3 separate regions of the Mus musculus genome follow, and regions 2 and 3 are each linked to region 1. Evidence: chromatin contacts called from public Hi-C data. All regions are on one chromosome and are shown on one strand. The core of a region is the stretch at or near the end of the contact, and the rest is flanking DNA. Distances in the headings are between cores, read along the strand shown. Region 1 overlaps 4930527A07Rik (RIKEN cDNA 4930527A07 gene). Region 2 overlaps Them7 (thioesterase superfamily member 7). Region 3 holds the start of Pax6os1 (paired box 6 opposite strand 1).

Region 1 (4,245 bases), core at 1,093-3,592:
GATGAGCTGATGTCTTCTCTGACATGTTTTCTTAAATGTCTGATATCTTGCTACCATTGGCTGTCTATGTGCTGGCATGAGAGAAGAGGAAATATGTTTTGCGTTTGTCATGTTGTTCTCACCCTAGTATTGCTAATCCCCTTGACAGATGAAGAAGCTGAGGTGTGTGGGGTGAAGCCTTGAGTTCAAAGGCAGCTCCTAAACTCCAAGTGATGTTGGACCTCCAAAGCTCCATAGCAGATGCAGCCTCACCATCTCTTATGTCCTTCCAACTTAAAGCATTAGTATGTCTTGATTTCCTGCAAAAAGCCTCATGACCTCAAGGCCATCATGGTGAGGGTGCCTGGCTCGAGCTTGCTCCTAGGGTCACTTCTGTCCCCTGTAAACAGATTACATGTGAGGCAGTGCTCTCTCTCTCTCTCTCTCTAACGCTCTCTCTCTTCCTCCTCCTCCTCCTCTTCCTCCTCCTCCTCCTCCTCCTCTTCCTCCTCCTCCTCCTCTTCCTCCTCCAAATTCGCTTGAGGCTGTTTTCTTGAGACATCAGTGGCTTTAAAGCAAAACAAGGATTTGCTAACAAAACATTCTACCCCAGATGAGTCACGGTTCAGGTCCTCCTCAGGAGAGGCAGCCAAGTGCGAAGTCTGAGAGACTCCAAGGGCTCTCTCTCTCTCTTCCCTCTTCACCAGACTGAACTCCCCAAACACAGCAGAGGCAAAGTCACGGCTGTTTGAGCACGTTAACAGGATGGCTTCTGGGGGGTGATAAAGGCCAGAGAATGGAGGCCTGAGAGACCTTTGTGTCCTAAGCCTTTGACCCCTTTGATGAGACAGATGTGCAGGCCAGGCCTTCCTTCCCAGGGCAAGCTAACCCTCATTAAACAGCAGGAAGGCTTCCTTGGTGGCAATGAGCAGACACATGCCTGGCTTCCCTGGCAGCAGACGGAATGGGAAGAGATAATCCCCCTGTCATCAGGCCCCACACCCCCTCAAGACTCCAGCACTGGCTCCTGTAACATGTGCTCACCTTGATTTATGGTTGACCTTGGGAAAGCCAGCCTCTGACTTTGGCAGCCTGTCTCCTGGCCATCATTTTTCTAGATGGAAAGAGCTCTTTTTGGTTAGTGTCTGTAAGTATCCCATCTAAGTCAGAGTTTCTCGAGATGCTTGCGGCTCCCCTGGAAGCCACTCTGCTAGCTTCCCTGGGATACTTTGCAGATGAAGGTAGGAAAAGCCAGGAGGAAAATTTCCCTAAGTTGGAGAGAGGACACATCCACCCTGTCCGCCAGAGTGTCATCAGTCAGTCTACAGCACCAACGGGCCCACCACCTTGCCAGACTGACTTAATAAAGACAAAGGACATGGGAGTTCCACAGTCATGACTCTTAAACCTCGTAGAGGCTATATAGAGTGTAAGTAGCACCTATGTTAACCAAATAGTGTCTCTAACATTAACTTTCTCTAACTGGAAATGTCTGCCTGGGACATATTGACCAACAAGACTTAGAATGGAGCTTAATGGGTTGACTCTACAGATGGTGGGACTACATGAGAGCCATGCTCTGTTGGACAATAATTACAGCTAGTATGTACAGGGTGATGATCATACATTGTACCGCTTCATCACAATATGCTGCTGGAGTATCAGTATTGTTCATATTTATAGAAGAGGCGAGCAGCCCAAAGAGGTTAAGTAACTTGCTTAAACCTTGACAGCGACTAAATGGTAAAACTTGAGGTTTGAACCCACACACACTGGCTCTGGAGTGCATAACCTCATCATGATGAGTTTAACCTTGAAAGCTGCCTACAAGAAGAGGAATTGTGCCTCACAGAAAAGTCAATCCTACTTGATGTTCAAATTGACTTTCAATGTGCATGTATTTGTGTAAAACACATGAGTGCGCACATATGTCCACATTGTAAACTGAGAGTGAATGCAATTCCCATGCTTGCACCCTAGCTCCTGGAAGCCAGGACAGGCCTTCCCTCTAGCACAATTTGTCAAAATCCTTGAAGTAGAGGAGTCCTGACTCTGACCAGAGGCCCCCAAGGGCCAGACAACTACTGGCCAGGAGATGGCGCTGTGTCACTTTCCTACTTAAGGCGCTTTTGTTTTCTTCCGGCTGGTGGAGGTGGGGAGGCCAAGTTCCCTGATTTGCAATCTCAGTCTCTCTGTCACTTCCTTCAAATGAGCTTGGAGGTGTTCAGCAGATGACAGTCCTGAAAACGGGCCAAAGCTGTTCTCTTAATCCTGTCTCAGGGTGCACTTGAAAAGGGTGTTTCCAAACAAGTTTGCAGATTCCATCTGTCACAGCTACACTCCTCCTGACCTCTTGGCTCTCACCAGAAGAGGGAGAAACACTCCCAACTTGCCCCACCTTGAAAGCAGCTTGGGCAGGGCTGTGGAGGAGACCCTGGCACTCGCTGCTGGCTAAACTCAGCCTGCTGGAGGAGGAACATTGCCCTCCCACCCATCCCCAAACCCCAGTGTTTGGATGAACTCCCAGAGGTCACATCCATCTGGGGCTTGGTGGTTTTGCCTGATGCTCAACCAGTGTTGGCGTGGCCTCTTTCTCAGAGCCTAGCAGGAGACTCATAGCCGGCATTTTCAGATCAAGCAAATCTTTAACTGACCTGAGAATACTCATCTTCCAGTGATCTCCACTGTCTCCCTGGTCTTCAGATAAGGAAACTGAGGCCAGGACAGAGGAGGGAGGACTCGACCTGATATATGGAAGATCTGTAAGCTAGATATGTCTCAAGCCCTGGCCAAGTCAAGAGCCATCATGTTAGGGCAAGGCATGACTGTGCAGCACATAGGACAAGCAGCTTTTGGATTCAGACAGCCTGGGCTTGCGTGCCACAGATCTTAAGTATGTCCCTGCGACTCTAAGGAAATTACTCTATGTTTCTGACCCTGTCTCACCTAGAAAAGGGAGCACAGCAACACCTATATCAGGAATACTAAGCCAGGAAATGCATACAGCATACACAGAAGGTGTTCTAGTTGTGTTTCTGTAGCCTTTAGTGGAGTCTTTGTGTTACTTTTAGCCCTAACCAGAGAAGCTAGATTGAAGCCTGGGTAGTGTCAACGTGCTGCTTTGTAACTCTCCCCCGTTAGACCACACAGTTATTTCCAACTTCACTTTTTAACACAGAAGTTAGCTTTCTCTATCCCTTTAAGATGGGGGGGGGGGGGAAGGGGGACAAAACCAGCCTTAGCATATGCCAGCATCCTCTTAAAGGGTGTCCATTTCCAGGTCTTGCTCCTGTCTTTCTAAAGCTCATCCCTTGGCAGACATAATCCTAAATATTCTGAGCAAATCCTCTAATTTGCAAGTGTAACAGTGATACCAGTTGGCTAATGCTTCCGTGAGAATTCTTTCCATCAGATTGCCTTCTTGATAATACATGCATTAAGGAACCTGAGATGTTTATGTGGATGAAGAAGACCAAAAATATAAAGGGTGTAACTTCTGAGTTGAGCCAAGGGGATACCATAAGAAGTCTGAACAGCAAGAGGCAGCCAGCTAGTGTGAAGTATGGAAAAAAGGCATCAAATGAAAAGCAGGTTCCAGCCACAGAGCAGGAGGGCAGCAGCGTTCACCTTCTGTGAAAGACTGGTGCAGCTGTGTCTTTGTAGGAACATAGTCAGTCCCGTTTGTCCCCTTCCTCTCACCACAGCATTGGTAGGGGACAATAGAAGTAGTCAGGTCTTGGGCCTGACTCAGATACCTTCCAAGGAAGACATGATGTTAAACTCATCTTGACTCCGGTGAGCTGTCAGTCCTGAGGGCAGACTTGGAAGAAGGCTCTTGCTTGTACTCCGGCAGGCTGAGAGACCGGCGAAGACCTTTAAACAGACCCCAGGCTCTGGTGGTTGATTCGTCATATACTTTGGTCACTGGGCATCCCCGATGGAAGTGTCCTGTGCTTTGAGAGGTCTGCCTCACCTAATACTCTGGTCTCATTGCATGCCTCTGCTGGCTCCAGACCAAGCCATGCTGGTCTCTTCCTGTCTCTGAAAGTCCTATGCTCATTGCCACCTGCCAAGAATGACCTTTGCCCTGGTTTTCAGTGGCACTCAGCTCACACAAAAGATCATCTCATCAAGGAAGCACACTCCAACTCCAGATGAACTGCTCTCTCCACCCGCTCTCCAAGGGCTTTCTCCCTGTAGCATGGCTTAGGTGGGCAGTGTAGGTTCTGTGCACCAGGAAGCTGCCTTCTCTCCACAGCTACGGTC
Region 2 (4,245 bases), core at 1,080-3,579, 190 kb before region 1:
GAATCTTTGACTTGCTTTTCTTAGGTTTGTTTAAAAACAATCATACTTTTATCCAGTCTTAAGTTTGTGTCTCTTTCTCTTTCCCTGTGTGTGTGTGTGTGTGGGGGGGGGGTGTCCTTTAAGGGATCAGCAGTCATGAGTGTCAGACAATGGGAGGGCAAGGTGACAGAACAATTAAATAAACTCAATACAAGCAGAGCTTGGAGGACACCAAGTTATAAGACTCCATGTTTGAAGTTAGCACCATGCCCAACATCAGAGGAAGCCAATCACATACACAAGCACTGAAGGTCCCTGCCATCACCCATCTCAACTACAAGAGAGGTTCTGAGTTTCAAAACATTCCAGTTGGAAAAAAAGACGGCCCATGACCAAGACAAAGCAGCCAGGAAAGAGAACTGCAAAGCCTCCAGTTGGTTGCTGTCTGGCTTGGAAGGCTTCCATCTGAACTCTAATGGGGTTTTGTCCTGTTTGTGTCGGTGAGGTCAACCACCCAGTGAAAGCCACTATTGAGCCTTGGGCTCTGCTCTTCAGAGGCTAGACTCAAGGCCAAGGTCTGTGTGAGGGAAAAGTCCCCAACCCAAAGCTGTAAAGGGGTCTGGCATGTACCCACACTCTGGGTGACCCAGAAGAGTCTTCAAGGCATGATGGAGCAGAGGGAGGAACGGGAGAGTAAGAGGCAGAAGGCAGAAGGCAGTATCGCCGCAGGAGGGGAAGGTGGCCATCCTGACCTCTAGGACCTAGCCTCCAGGGACCTGCCTGGGGGGGCTGAGAGAGAGACTTGGGGATCAGAACCCCCCCTCTCTAGATCCTTCCTCAGCAGGCACTCAGGAACCTACCTGCCCTGGACAGTTTTCATCTGGGGATTGGAAATACCAGATCTTGAAGAAACTGAGTCACAAAACCTTAGCAAACCAGCCAGGCATTGCTCTGCAAATCTCAGAACCCAACCAGGCAAGGGCCACTGGGGAATGGCTGACTGTGGGCGTGGGGATCCTGAACAATTGTTACCACCTGTGCTTAGGGTCAGCCTCCCAGCTTTCTCTCTAGACTGACTCCCACGGGCTCCTTTGACCACAAACCCATGGACAGAGCCATCTCATTCACTGGGTTAACATGACACCCCCGCCCCCAGATCATCCTCTCTTTCTTAAAGTTAACCAGTAACTGGCCTTTGTGCTGCCCTGCTTCTGTAAGAGGAATTTCCCCAGCAGTTCTCTCCGGAAGCACTTCTGATGTGTGTTTCCTTTCTCCCAGTCTATAGAAAACCTTTCATGTCCCTTTGTGTCCCCTCACTTCCCACTGCCACGGGGAATGTGCCTCGCTTTTTTCTCTGTACCGCTGATAGGGCTTTAGACGTTCCTCTCTAGACACTTCTCTGACAGTCAAATGGCCCAGGAGATTTAGGGCTCCTCTAACAAGCTGTGCTTTCTGGTGACTCTCTGGGGGAGGAGTGGCAGCCAGAGAGTGGGAATAATTACATCTGAAGTTTGTTAGTTATTCATTTGTGCAGTTTTCTCCCTTTGTGTGGCGTTCTCCATGCTCGCCCCCCCCCCAATCCACCCCCCCATAAGCTCACAGAAGGACCAGTAAACGGCAGAAAGCCTACGGAACCAATTGGCTGGAAAAGAAAAGACAATTGGAATCTCAGCACGTCAAGGCGTCACGGCACCCACTTAAGCTAAACAGATTTACAAAGTTCCGCAGAAAAATAACTGTGCGATTTACTAGAGGATTTTCTACACAAAGTTTGTTATTGATTTTCATTATATTTTATACACTACATGCTCCCTTCAAGACTTAGCCTAACCTGATCACAACCTTTTCACCCATATGGGTCAGAGGTGCCATTAGGTCAAATTCAAGGCTGTAGGGCTTCAGGGCCTGCAGTCTGTAGCTTAGGCAAGCTCTGATATAGCACCCTTCTGGTGCCATCTCTCCTAATTTGTGTGCTTAATTGACAGCTTGTTAACAGTTCATTAGGAACACTGAAAACCATGTGGCAAAAACAGATCTATCTAGCAGAGAATATGCAGCCCTTGTTTACTTGAAAAAAATAAATGCCAGGAACAAAACACGGAAGCCGCTCTCAGCCTCCCTTGAAAATGACGTTCCTCCATCCCTAAACGCTGAACTCCCTCCTGGCTGAGCCTCTGATCTGGCAGACTGGGAACCCATGGGCTTGTGAGGGGACATCACAAGGATCCTGAGGGCGGCAAAAGGAATACTCATCCATCCGTGAAGACAGATGGACCACCTTGGAGGCCCTGGGGACTGGGGCTGCCAGAGTGCCTCTAATCTTCCCGGCCCCCAACCCCCACTCACCCCATGTCTCTGGAGACGTTTGTGGGAACTTCAGGTGAAGCCAGCTGCAACATAGCACCCTTTGCCATGCCCTGCAGGGGAACTCACTCCCCCCTCTTCTTCACCCTCATCACTCCATCTGCTGGGTAAGACCACAGCATACTGCAGTTGCTAAGGAGTCATATAGTGGCCCTTGTGATTTCTCCATCCCCATCACTGGGAAAACCCAGGTTGGAGTCATTGCTTTCTCGTGGTCTCCAGACATGGCATTCTCAACCACTCCCTCGCCTCTACCACCACCTCCTCCTCCTCAGTTCTAGCCACTTAGAGGACTTACGGAACACATCAAAATATCTTAGCCTGATCTGCAAACTGTGTGGATGTCAAGAATTCTCTGACAAGAATTCGATCTGATTTCATTGCATCCAGTGTACCGAGGACCTACTTTGTCTGGAGACATGTGCACACACTCGTGAGCAGGCTCTGCCTCGGTAGATGTCAATGATTATTAATTACAGTAATTGCTACAGATTATAAACTTGGGAAGAGTGTTCCATCTTTTAAATAAATGTGGTGTTTTTAAGCTCCCTGGAGCAGAAAGTCGCTGAGGAATATACTCCAGCATCAAGAATTCGTCTTCTTCTTCTTCTTCTTCTTCTTCTTCTTCTTCTTCTTCTTCTTCTTCTTCTTCTTCTTCTTCTTCTTCTTCTTCTCCTTCTCCTTCTCCTTCTCCTTCTCCTTCTCCTTCTCCTTCTCCTTCTCCTTCTCCTTCTCCTTCTCCTTCTCCTTCTTCTTCTTTTTTTTTCAGAATGTATCATTAACTTTGTTAGCCTTTAAGTCCTTTATGCACATGGGGCAGGCCTATCACGAGGAGGAACTTATGGGGGGAAAAATCATGTAAAGGATGTTTCAGAAATTGACCCCCAAGCTTCCAGAAGTCGTTTTACTAAATGTTAGAGATATGTTCAACCTCATTCTCTCTAACCTTTACCTATACAGTCTGTGTTAGCGAGCTGATAACCCGAGCTTTCTTCATTAAAGATGTCTGCATTTTTTTTTTTTAACTTTTACGAAACATTGACGTCTTCCTATCCCTAGTTAATGTGCAGGCTTCAGCTAGAGAGATCTTGGAGAACCCTCCCAGGAAGGGTGGAGTGCCAGGTGGGATTTGTCTAGCCGAAGGAGTCCCACCATTATGACAGTTCTTTGGGCTGGTTGAAATTAATTTGGGGTAACATGGTTGAAGCTACTGGAGAATTTAGCAGTTTCCTAGTTGAATACCCATCCACCAGGCAAGATTAAAAGAGCAAGCTTGGATGAGTTATCTTGATTGTGGTGGGCATTTTCCGAGCCTCTCCGGTATCTACCTCTGGCTACTTACAAACCTGAATTTTTCCTTGACGGGATTTAGTCTTCTTCAGATTTAAGCCCTATAGCTCGGCTGGAGTTTACCTCTCCTTCAGCTCCTGAGGCGGCCTACACGAATTAGAGGAGCTACCAATTGCTTGGAACGATTGGTTCAAAGATGCACACGTGACCCATTACTGGCCAATAGCAGAATGAGAACCTAAGGGTTTGTGGGAAGCTGGCGAAACAGGCACTATAGTCCTGTGCTGGGACTTCTTCCACTTCCTGTCTTCCACTTCCTGTCTTCCGCTTCCTGTCGGAGCCTTGCAGATCTGGAACTGATCCACTGCCCATCCCTTTGCCTGTGATTCGGATTCTTAGGAGTTAACATTTCTGTCACTTACAACAGAAGACTCCCTAACTGCTAACCTGATGAAATGCAAAGTGAGGTGAGGGATCAGTGACAGATGGAGTCATCCAGACACACCAGTGGAAGCCTTTGGTAGGGCAGCTCAGGGTGGCAGAACCAATAGATTCTTTTAAAGCCTCGCATAAGTATCGACAGCAGGCCCCAGGTTAGTGATGCTCTGTGGG
Region 3 (4,245 bases), core at 1,090-3,589, 150 kb after region 1:
CGGGTGTAGGTATCTATTCCAAGATAGACAGGCTTAGCAAATCTAAGCCGTCCTCTGTTCCACAGAGGGTGTGAAGACCACGGGATCAGTATCTGGCGACCTTGCCCCAATATCTTCACTCACTGAGCACGAGGAAGGGAAATCTTAACCTCCCAATCTTCTATGTCCCCACTTTTGCCCCTCTAGGCCACAAAGTCAACAGTTAGCCCTCAAGTCAAAGATAAATACCATCATCTACATTTTCTACATGAATGGAGCTTTTCAGTTCCAAGCGAGGGAAGCCCGGGCACTCTGGCTTTGGGACTTCCCTAAGGAAAACGCCAACAGGCTTAGATTTGGCCGGGTTTGGGAAAGGAGTTTGCTCATTGGTTGCTGGAGCCACAGTCTGTGCCCAGCTTGTGACTTGTGGAAGCTAGGGCCAGGTAGGGTTATCCATTGGGTCATCTCGTGAAAAGAACTTGCCAGAGATCCCTTTCGACCCCTCGTGGTCTTCGTCCCTCTGATGAAGTGACTCTCTAGAGAACCTAAGGACAGGCTACGGGGTCACTTAGAGAGATAACTGGCTGGCCTAAGAGCAAGTACAGTGGGATCCGCGTACTGGATGGCCCCTGAACTCCGCAGGACCTGTTTACTTGAAAGTAGGGGGAGGGGGGCTTAAGCCGAACCTCAGGGAGGACAATACCAGCCAGAGGCAGGCTGGGCGTGTGCAGTTACCGGCCAGACCCCTGAAGACTCTTAGGATGGAGGAGTCAGACTCTGCCTGAAGAGAGGGAGTCTCCCGCCGGGCCAGAGAGCTAATCTGCCGAGCTGAACCCAACTCTGGCCGCCGTGACGTCATCCGCGCCCGGCAACCAATGAGGGCATTGCTGGCGTGGATATTAAGGAAAGTTAGCGCCTGCCGGAGCACCCTCTTTTCTTATCGTTGACATTTAAACTCTGGGGCAGGTCCTCGCGTAGAACCCGGTTGTCAGATCTGCTACTTCCCCCCGAGAAGCGGCTTTGAGAAGTGTGGGAACCAGCGCCACCAGACTCACCTGACACCCCACCCTCGGCTCACAGGTAACCGCTTTGATTCTAGCCAGACTCACCCCAAGAGTAGCGGCGCCCCTCTCCGACGTGCAACCTGTGTGTTCAGGTCATAGAAACCCTCCCCGAGTGGCCCCGGCCTTGATTTTTTTCTTTTTCTTTTTAAAGGAAGCTTACAAAGATGGTAGAGGAGTTGCTGCGGATGGGACGGGGGTGAGGGGGAGGGGATGTCTTTGCGAAGCATGCTTCTTTGTAAAAGTAACAAAATGTTGTGGTCTCAAGAGAGGACTTCCCGTCTGGCCCTGAGCTGGGGGTGATGTGGGGGGTGGGAGGGTGGTGGCTGTGGCCGCAGTCTAAAGAAATCGCTGAGATCCTAAGAAAAGCAGGCGGTGGGCATGCAGTTTGCAACACGCCTTCCCCCGATGCAATTAGCGACATTCATGCTTGGAGAAGCCACCAAGCCTCGCGCCGAATTCATGGAGCACCCCGCGGAAGGTCGGGCGACTTGCGACAAAAGTTTCCCCAAGGTTGTGTAGATGTGTGTTCCATATCGAAGTCAAAGTCTTGGGGTTCGTTTCCCCCGAAAGGAGCACAGGACGAAAGAATGCGGCCCTCCAGAGCTGGGCAGCGCGCGCGAAGGCCCCAGCGTGTGATTTGAGCTTCCTTCGGAAGACCTAATAATTAGCGATTCTCACTGAGCTAGAATGCGGGCTCGGGTTACCGGGAACGGGTTCCTAGCAGCGGCGGAGCTCTTTGCCTCGGCGGGAAGCATGTGGGCTCCAGGGGAACCCGGTTGCTGAGTGCCCTGGAGAGAGATACCCAGCCATGCTCCGGCTCCAGGAAGGCCAGAACTTGGCCGAAGTGGGTCAGGAAAGTGATTACCCCTAACTTAAACTAAAAGGTGTTTTCGCCAGGTTGGAAAATCTCTCACTCAAGCCCTAAGCTTACCAGGAGCCGCTCAGGCTGCCTGAGTCGGGGCACCGGAGCAACCCACCGGAAATTTGAGGCCATGTAGCAGGCCTGGCCTGGATCTCGCCCACTCCCACGCGTGCTCCTGACGCCCTCTCTCTAGACCCGCTGGAGGCACTTGTCCAGATCGTTTGGCTCTCAAGCACCTGTGACAGGTGCCCAGGAGTCTAACTCTGAGCAGAGTCCCCTCTGAGCGCCTCACATAGAAAGGAGGCCACGGGCAAAGTGGCCACCAGTCTGAGCACCTTACCTGAACGGGGGTCCTCTCCTCCGAGAGTTCCTTATTCCAGAGTTGAGCCGTGAGCAGTTTGCCCGCTTCGCAGTAGGAAGTGGACCTTCTCCTCTAGTCATAAATCAAACCAGCCATCCTCGGGCCTCCTCCCTCATTAGAGATGTTTATTGGAGATTGTGTTTATTCGGCTGTCACGGCGAGAAAACGCGGTGACATAATTACCTCTGACCAGAGTCCTCGCCCTGCGCCCAGGGTGAGCCAGGGACTTCCTCTGCTGTGGTCTTACTCTGCTGCCCTCCTTGATCAGAGGGCAAATCGGATTGGTGTGTCTACTTTTTCCTCCCTCAGACTTCGTATCATTTGAATTATTGGAGAACTTAGTATTCAAATTTCCGCCAGTGCCCAGACTTGGAAAAGAAAACCAAAGAGAATCCAGCTTCCAGGGAGAGAGGGAGAGAGAAGTAAGGGAGAGAGAGAGGGAAAGGGAGAGAGAGAGAGAGAGAGAGAGAGAGAGAGAGAGAGAGAGAGAGAGAGTAAATCTTGCATGAGAACTTTCTAGTGCACTGGCAGAGATGCTTGGCCAGACCTAGAAGGACGAGTGCCTGTATTTGTGGTATTATTTTTTCTTTTGCTTCCCTTTTTCATTCCTTTTCTTTTCGGGAGGAATCTGGCTGCAGAGCCTTGATCCCAGAGTTCGGATATTCTCCCAGGTGGACCCCGATCTCCGAGGAAACAACCAGGGCTTAATCCCTCATTGCTCTGTCCCTGACTCCCAATCCCCACAAGTTTTTCCCTGATGGGGAGGCTTCAAGTCACCATCTGTGAGACTGGGTTAGGAAATGATGAAAAGCGCCAAATTGTTCTCTAATTGAAAAATACATTGTTTTTTTGGAGGAGTGTGCACTGACAAAGTATCTGGGATTTCAGCTTTTGATCCCTTGCTACTGCTGCCTCTGCTCTCCAGTCACTAATAAAACTCGCATTGAGCCCCTTAGTGCCTTGATTAACAGGCAGATTAACTCTTACTGGGGTTGGGAACAGCTTGTCTCAATCAATGTCATTTTAAAAGCCTGTCAGGATGTGCTTAGTTCGGTTCCAGGCTGCTGGAGTGAGCCAGCCCTGACATTTGCTCTCTCTTTCCCAGTCTCAAAATCCTGAGCATCAGGCCTGCACGTTTCTAGCTCCTGAACAAAACAAATGGCAGGAGTCAGTCCCTGGCCCTTCTACCAGGCAGCTGTTCAGACATATTCTATAGAGCGGTGACCTTAGCAAGCTTTTCATTTGAAGCTGAACACTTACCTCTTTAGTACTGAGGTTAGAAGAAAAGGAGACTTGAAGGAATGTCCCGGGGTTGGAGAATGGAAAGAGAACTTTTCTAGACACCCTATCTGTAAAAATCCCAAAACGATGGGATTTCAGGGTGTCCTATGCGTTAGAGACTTTGAATCTACTTTCCATATAGACAACTGTAGGATGTGGAAGAAAGGAAGCTTGAGAGTTAACTAGCCTCCTACAAGAAAGCTCTTTGCTGGGACACCCATCCGGACAATGCCGGGATTTAAGCATTTTAGGGGTGGGCTGGGAGGGAAATGGAGGGGGAGAGGTGCTGACCAATATGAAGAGAAGAGGATTGGACCCGCGAGCGCCCAGATACACTAACCATTTGGCAAGAAGAAAGGAAAGGAAAGGGCACCATGGCTTTTTCCAGTCAAGCTAAAGCCTGGAGGCGCCGCTGGGCGGTCGTTCGGCTCTCTTCTGTTTCTGTACTGTCCTGGGCTTTGGCTAGGCTAGCCGGTGAGCAGGATTCAGGCAGGTTGCTGGGGTAAGCGGAGAGAGAAAGCCCCAAGCCAGGGAGGCATCAGGAACTGGGTGGCTAGGGTGGAAGACTTTGATTTTTATGACCTTTTGATTTGTTTGCCATCCCAGAGATCCCTGGAATCCACTCTTCAGGGCCTGCAGAAAGAGACACACTTGGAGCTCTCTAAAGTGTCTCGGGTGTTTACTGAGACCTTCCTCCT

The links. Hi-C and Micro-C count contacts between places; a contact is called where the count stands out from the background.
Region 2: a Hi-C map of cerebellum shows a contact between it and region 1, with 2.4 times the contacts expected there. The contact joins two enhancer-like sites. A contact is called at or near these places in 12 of 484 Hi-C or Micro-C datasets (cerebellar granule neurons, cerebellum, embryonic stem cells and 1 more) and 1 of 115 datasets of contacts at active chromatin or transcription factors (embryonic stem cells).
Region 3: a contact with region 1 is called in a Hi-C map of cerebellum, with 5 times the contacts expected there. The contact joins the promoter of Pax6os1 here to the enhancer-like site in region 1. A contact is called at or near these places in 4 of 39 promoter capture datasets (cranial neural crest, embryonic stem cells, epiblast stem cells and 1 more), 1 of 15 datasets of contacts at CTCF or cohesin (stem cell-derived epiblast-like cells), 29 of 484 Hi-C or Micro-C datasets (cerebellar granule neurons, cerebellum, embryonic somatosensory cortex and 5 more), 11 of 115 datasets of contacts at active chromatin or transcription factors (astrocytes, differentiating embryonic stem cells, embryonic forebrain and 5 more) and 4 of 9 other capture datasets (adipose tissue, embryonic stem cells, liver and 1 more).

Annotation. Positions count from the first base shown.
Region 1 is chr2:105,521,324-105,525,568 of GRCm38.p6, forward strand. All of the region lies in intron 1 of 4930527A07Rik (RIKEN cDNA 4930527A07 gene), which reads left to right. Among named protein-coding and RNA genes, the nearest start is that of 4930527A07Rik, 47 kb to the left of the region's middle. Within about 2 kb of position 2,343, at least 19 of the 459 cell types and tissues checked have an H3K27ac peak or open chromatin away from gene starts, as enhancers often do. A contact at or near this core is called in cerebellum and neural tube, where this site is marked.
Region 2 is chr2:105,335,417-105,339,661 of GRCm38.p6, forward strand. The region is part of intron 3 of Them7 (thioesterase superfamily member 7); the gene reads left to right. Among named protein-coding and RNA genes, the nearest start is that of Rcn1, 62 kb to the right of the region's middle. Within about 2 kb of position 2,330, at least 17 of the 459 cell types and tissues checked have an H3K27ac peak or open chromatin away from gene starts, as enhancers often do. A contact at or near this core is called in cerebellum, where this site is marked.
Region 3 is chr2:105,667,991-105,672,235 of GRCm38.p6, forward strand. Pax6os1 (paired box 6 opposite strand 1) reads right to left here and starts at 2,340. Exons shown (of 4, transcript NR_002867.2): 1 at 2,246-2,340. It also overlaps a transcript of Pax6 not described here.